2 separate regions of the Zea mays genome follow, and region 1 is linked to region 2. A link is a contact called in public Hi-C data. All regions are on one chromosome and are shown on one strand. The core of a region is the stretch at or near the end of the contact, and the rest is flanking DNA. Distances in the headings are between cores, read along the strand shown.

What was found. A called contact is a pair of places that touch in the nucleus more often than the background predicts.
Region 1: a contact with region 2 is called in a Hi-C map of ear, with 1.8 times the contacts expected there. The contact joins the promoter of LOC100277418 here to the promoter of LOC103643777 in region 2. A contact is called at or near these places in 2 of 25 Hi-C or Micro-C datasets (bundle sheath and ear).

What each region holds. Positions count from the first base shown.
Region 1 is chr1:265,178,353-265,181,750 of Zm-B73-REFERENCE-NAM-5.0, forward strand. LOC100277418 reads left to right here and starts at 1,790. Exons shown (of 2, transcript NM_001165631.1): 1 at 1,790-2,108; 2 at 2,709-3,398. The coding sequence starts at 1,968. The coding sequence ends at 3,251.
Region 2 is chr1:264,914,912-264,918,311 of Zm-B73-REFERENCE-NAM-5.0, forward strand. It overlaps LOC103643777 (nuclear poly(A) polymerase 1), which reads right to left and starts at 1,434. Exons shown (of 13, transcript XR_002266495.2): 1 at 1-1,434.

The DNA of each region.
Region 1 (3,398 bases), core at 540-3,039, 260 kb after region 2:
AGCCATTGCGGACGGCCTAATTATAAGAGATGGCTAAGAGACTTCATGATACAACCTTGAGACTATCTATACTACTTATTAAGAAGGTAAGAGTAGTCTGCCGTTCTGCCCTCTCCCGTGTTCTGCCGTTCTGCCCTCCCCCGTTTCGCGCGCAGAAAAAAAATCAAACTATGGCTGCTTAGGGATTGAACCTTGGATCTATTGAGTAGGATGCCTAGCCTTCCACCCTCTAACCAACATGACTCATGTTGAATTGTGTACAACTTCAACTAAGAATTTATTTGTGTTTAACCCGCCGTCCATTCTGTATGCTCACTGAGTCTAGAAAAACATTTATAGCTTGGTCCCTGATCTTTCTGGAATTTGGAACGCAGTCTAGGAAATAAAGAAAATAGGGAAAAGGAGTTTAGAAATTGATTTTTAGTTTAAAAATAATTGCAGAAACCCATTTAATTCATGGAAATTTCATATTAAATCCAAATAAGTTCATTCCAATTTCTATAATTCTATAATATTATTTTTTATCACATAATACCTATGTTTTGTCATGAAAACAACAATAAATTGATTTCCTAATTAATCATATATCAAATACATAGAAACTTTGGAAATTCGCAGCTTCCTCATTTTAATTCTAAATTGAACTGTTTCAGTTGTGTTAGTCTCGTATGAATATTTACTACGCAGTAACAACATTGATTATACCATGTTTCATACTTTTATAATTAGATATTTATTTTATTCTATGTTAATTGGGTTAATCTATATCTATTGGATTAATTTATTTAATATATTAATATAGTATTCTAACTTTATGGTTATACGATGTTTGACCATTCGTCTTGCAAATACACACACTCACCTTTTTGTTTAAGCAAAAGCGTATGGTGGTACGTGTCCGATGACTAACGATGTACGAGGGAATTTCTTCCGGTATGTGTGAAACATGCTCTCCAATAATGAGACCATGCAAATCGTGACATATATCGAAGTCTGCATGATACTGATGGTTGCAATATAGTGGTGAAACAGATAGATTATGAATAACAAAATTTATGTATGGCCAGAATCACAAATTGATTATGAAACATTTTCGCATAACGGTATAACACATATTTTATATATAAGTTATCGTAGTATACTGGTATTATATATTTCCGTTGCAACGCACGGGCATTCAGCTAGTAGATCATAAATACAGCTAAGACACAACGTGTATAGAAAGTCGTGAAAAACGGACTCTTCGCGAAGAGTTCACCTATTTTATTTTTTCAATTAGGCCTTAGACTCAAGAAGCTCTATATTAAGTGCAGTTGTAAAACCCTAAGCTACGAGAATTAAGAAAAAGGGAAAAGATTATTCGTCCGGCACCACATTCCTAGTGTGTCAATTGTTTACCGATCCCAATGAAGATCTCGGGGCGTGGGTCCCGCGTGATCCCCACGCAACCCGCAAGTGTGTGTGTGGCGCTGGAGCTGGAGTACGGTACTCAACTACGACGGCTCGGCTCCTCCGGTTCAGCTACGCGTAGTACACGAGAGTACTAGACGGGGGAGGCGCAGAGCAGTGAGTGGCATAGGCTGGTCCATCCCCATCACACACAGCGGGCGCCATCTGCCATCAATGCGGCCTACCCCGCTCGCATTCATTGCACATCTTGTCCTCATGCCTCGCCTTTCCAACACCTTAATTAATGCCGCGCCCATACGTGCCTCCAAACCCCGACCCTTTTTTATCACTCGCTCGCTCCCTCCTCGTCCTCTGCCCTGCTCGCCCACGCACCTCCTCTCTCTCCCCTCCTGCGCTAGCACTACTACTGCTACCAGCGAGTGCACGACACACACATCCTCCTCCCCCCTTCGTCTCTCTCTCCCTCTCTCTCTCTGCCTGCGCGCCTGAGAGCTGCCACCGCCAAGGCGAAACGGCCGTCGCCGCATGCTGCGGCTGAGCTAGAGACGAGAGGCGAGATGGCGGCCGAGGCGCTGGGGTTCATGGCGCGGGGAGCCACCGGCGGGAGGGCGGCGGAGCTCGTCACCAGGGACTTCCTCGGCGGGTGCGCCGCCGCCGAAGACGACGCCAGGGACGCGTCCGCCAGGAATGACGCCGTGGTAAGCACCTCGGCCCCGTGCTGTCTTTGAATTCGCAAAGCCTCTCTGTTCTCTGCTCTCCCCTGCCTCTGCGTGTGATGTGCCTGTGCATGCTCGCCTTCGGATCGGACCCGCTTGCTGATGTTGCTTGATTGAATTGGAAGAGCGCACCTTGACCTTGGTGTTCATAAGTTTTTCGAAGAAGGAAGAACTTTCTTCGCTTTCTCCAACGTGGAAAAGTCTTGGTCCGAGGCCTCCATCCAAGACGACTATTCTGCTATAGCCTATAGTATCCAGTTTGGATTTGCAAGTGGTCAATAGTAATATTAGTCCAAATTCCATTCCCTCGTGATCAGAATTTTATATGAAACATGTTGCTCTACCAGAACCATTAAACATTCCCACTAAACTAAACGCGAAATACTAAAATCTGTACTTGCACATGCATGCTGTCCTTTTTTGTGCTTTATTATCTATAATCACAATCAGTTGTGATTATAGAAGAATTTACTAGCACATCAGTAGCTGCATTAGCTTACGCTTATCTATAATCACAATCAGTTGTACTTGCTCTAGTTGAGAAACGAAGCTAATGTTTTTTTTTTGTGCGCCCACGTGCAGCCCGCGAGGGTGCACCAGCAGAAGCACGCGTGCCCGGCGGCGCCGAGGGACCTGAACCTGTTCCCGGTAGCCGCCACCACGAAGCCCTGCGCCGCGACGGCGGCAGCGGCAGCGGCACCAGCGGTCGCGGGCGGCGCCACGGCTACGTACCACAGCGTGTGCACGATCGAGAAGGTGAAGACGGCCCTGGAGCGGTTCGAGCGCGGCAGGCAGCACCAGTCCCCGCACCCGCACCAGCAGCAGCAGCACAGCGGCGCGGGCGCGTCCCCGTCGTCGTCTTCCGTGACCACGTCCTCCGTGAAGCGCCGCGGCGGCGGCGGCGGCGGCGGCGGCGGCGTGGAGCAGGGCGACGGCTGCGACTCGCCCTCCGGCGGCGGGATGGTGGCCGCGGCGTGCCCCAGGTGCTTCCTGTACGTGCTAATCTCCCGGAGCGACCCGCGGTGCCCGCGCTGCGAGTCCCACGTCCCGGCCCCGCCGGCGCCAGCGCCGGCCGCGAGCAAGAAGCCGCGGATCGACCTCAACGTCGGCTACCTGGGCACATAGCTTGTGGTTTAGGCATATGGGGCGATGGCGTAGCCTCCTAGATGGAGCGGCTGCCGTCTCCTACCGTACCGTACGTGACGCCATAAATTTTGCTTAGGCTCGTGTAATGTGATGACCCACGGACCGAGTCGGGTACGTAGGAGTACG
Region 2 (3,400 bases), core at 184-2,683:
TTCAACCTCAGCTGTCTGCATAAGGTCCTTCTCAGTCGGTCCACTCAGCGAGATTGGCTCAGTGACTCCATGATAACCATTATTGTTCTTCACCTTCGACATTCCACAGCCCTCACAAACTCTCCTAACACTCAACTTCAGAATTAACAAATTCTCACACAGCTACCTTCGCTAAACGTAAATTTGATCTTTTTGCCCTTCACTGCCTCAACACTTATTTTTCCTTTCCTTTTTATTTTCCTCCGGGTGTCAGAGTGAAGGACAACTATTGAATCAACGGCATGTGCAAAAAAGAACCGGACGGTGGGGGATTAAAACAATGTCTGGTACAGTCGGTTTCTCACTTGACATTAACAACTCAAGAACCCCGGGAGCAGGCCCCAAAACTAGATGAGAAAGAGCAGGACCCAAATAAATCAGAAATAACTAAGAGTAAAAAAAGAAAATGATGCGGCTTCTTTTCCAGTTACAGAACGAGACGCACGAGACGAAACGCGCCGGTGACAACAGGAACACCGCCGCCGCCGTCGATACCGGAATCGTTCTTGGATCCGAGCAGGAGGGGTACAAGCTAACGGCGGGCGAGCGAGCGCCGGGCCAGGACCGTTCTTCCGAGTCGGGCGACGGGCGCGGCGTCTGCGACGTGGGAGGGAAGCGGTGCGGCGACCGGGGAGGTCGGCGGAGCGCTTGCTGCTTCCTTTCCCTTCCCTTGTTCCTTCGTGGTGGAGCGGGCCCAAGCCCAGTTTTATCAAAGAGAGGTAGAGGATGCGCAAGCACTTCACTGCTTCCGAAGGGGACGGATGGCGGCGTGTGATGGGAGGGCGGCGGTGACGACAGATGTAGATGGGGCCACGGTTGCGGACGGGGCCGAGCTGACGGCGGCGCGGCAGCGGACAGGGGCGAGGCGGTGGCGTGGTGGCGGGCGGACGGGGGAGCGCCTTCGGCCGCGGATGGCGGCGTTGTGGTGGACGGACGGGCCCGCGGCGGCGGATGTGGATGGGCCCCCGGCGGCGGCGACGGACGGGAGGCCGGTGACGCACTGACGCTGACGCGGCTCGCGGACAGGACAGGAACTACGGAAACGCGACAGGGGCCGGGTGGGTGGGACCCACGGAAAGGAGAGGATCGTTGTGCTCCTGCCGCTCTACCGGCACTTGGTAGTCATTCCTCTCGTTCAGTTCGTGAAAATAGGTCAGTTAGAGAGTAGCTCCAAGAGAGCACTTAATTTTCTCCCAAAAAAAACTGTTATTGGGGTTGTTGAAAAACAAAATATTGCTAAAAAATATAAAACCACATCAGTCTGCTAAGATATGTTCCCTGAAATATAAAACCTGTTACCGGCCATTCTTCGTGACCTCGCTTCGAGCCGCCTCCACCTCCACCCTCCAGTGTTACCACTGTCATCGTCATCGATTGAGTTCCTCACTCCGTTCTAGTTAGTTCTCATCATCTTGGTCATCTTTTGCACTCTCAATGCGGTGATGACAAAGTTTTTGGCTGGTATTGTTTAGGGATTAGGTATGCAGATTAGGGTTCAACAGGTTATTAAACCTCGTCCTGATGTTCTTTCTGTTAATAGTTGTGTGCTTGAGGTTCATCTTAGCGTCGACAATATGCTTAATCGTTTAATATTTGTGTGCTTCTAGTGAACTAAACCCTGAACGAGAAAATTGTACCTAATATTAAAGTGGAACTCATTTTCTTATATATCTGGGTTTCTTCCTGTTAATAGTTGTATTGATGCGTCAAAAGCTTTGTTTTCTTGTATACCTCAAAAGCTTTTGGTGAACTAAACTCTAAACTATATATCTCAGTTTCTTCTTATATAATTTGTTGTTTGTGTTTCCATAGATGGCGCAGAAGATCGATGTTGCCGACAAGGCAATCTCAATCATGCAGGAGTCTGCTAAGCGTGTCCTAAGTATATGACATGAGAAGCTACCTTTGGGGAAGCCGCTAAATGTTTTTGAGGATAGGGCAGTCTGAGAAGCGCTCGAATTTACTCTTGGAGGATTGGACCAATACTCTTTATTCTGCCAAATAGAGTTGGATGCTGCCAATAAGGTTGATGTGGAGGATGATTTCAGCTCGGTGTCTAGTTTCACTTGGCCACAATCTCCGCGTGAACCACACCCTGACGACTTCATGTCCATTGAAGAGCACTTTGAAAAATCCGAGGGCGTTGAATACGACTCGGACCAGATGCCTAGTTACTCGGACTAGGTTGAAGAATATCTTGTATGGGGTCTTATGGTTTAAGAAGTATGTCTCTTTTGTATCTTGGATCATGTTGTAACGGTGTCTGACAATGTGAAATGTTGGATCCTAAGAACTATAGCAATTTGTGTATCCGAAGTAATGTTAGATGTATGGCTTTGTATGAACCAGTCTTTTGTGATCAAGTATGGGCTTGTGATGAAGTATCTATTGTGTTTCAGATTGTGAACCATGTTTTCAGATTCTTTTTATTTTCATGGACAGACTGTGTGATGAACCATGTTTCAGACAGATTGTCAACCATGTTTTAGACTGTGTGATGAACCATGTGTCGGTGTTTCGTACCTCACACCTATAAGTAAATTTATTGTGCGCATTCCGGGCTTTAGAGGGTGTGTGCGGAGGGCACAAGATTTATACTGGTTCGGGCAGAATGTCTCTACTTCTAGTCATCAGTGGCTTGCGCTACTGGCACTATTGATTATCAAATTCGTAGTAGGGGTTACAAGTAGTCGAGAGAGGGAGGAGAGGCTCCTAGATCTCTTATTGAGGTGGGAGTGGAGCTTAGAAGCTGTAAGGTGAAGTCCTAGCTAAGTCTTGGCTTAGCGAGGCTCCAGCCTCCTGGACCTCGTCGGCGCTCCTCCTCTTGTAAATCCTTATGGGTTTGTCACCGTTTGAAGGCGTTCGGTTGTCCCTCTGTTTGATCCCCCTGCCTTGAGGTGACTGTCAGTGTTTAGAGTCCGACCGCACACCCAGGGTTACCCCTTGCGGTGCTTTTGGGTAGGACGGTGTTGTTGATTGTAGCTTAATGGTTCGTGCTAGATGCACGAGAGAAGGACAGACAATTTTCTATAAGTTCGGGCCGCTTGGAGAGGCGTAATACCCTACTTCCTGGTGTGGATCTTTATGTGGTGGGTTACAAGTGAAGTCTCCTAAATGGAGAAAAGTTAATGATATAGGTATGTGGTCGATGGAAATGATGGGGTACCCTCTGGGCCTTATATACTCGACCATGGGGCACTCCATGTGTACATGAGGATCACGTGTCTCCTAAATAATAGTGAATCGACTGAACTGATCTTTCTACAATCTTGCCGACTTATCCCTAATCCACCCCGATATTCAAGGGCGCCATACACGGGAAAGTCGGGCGGTTGCTGCGGATAGCACGCGAGTATGACGG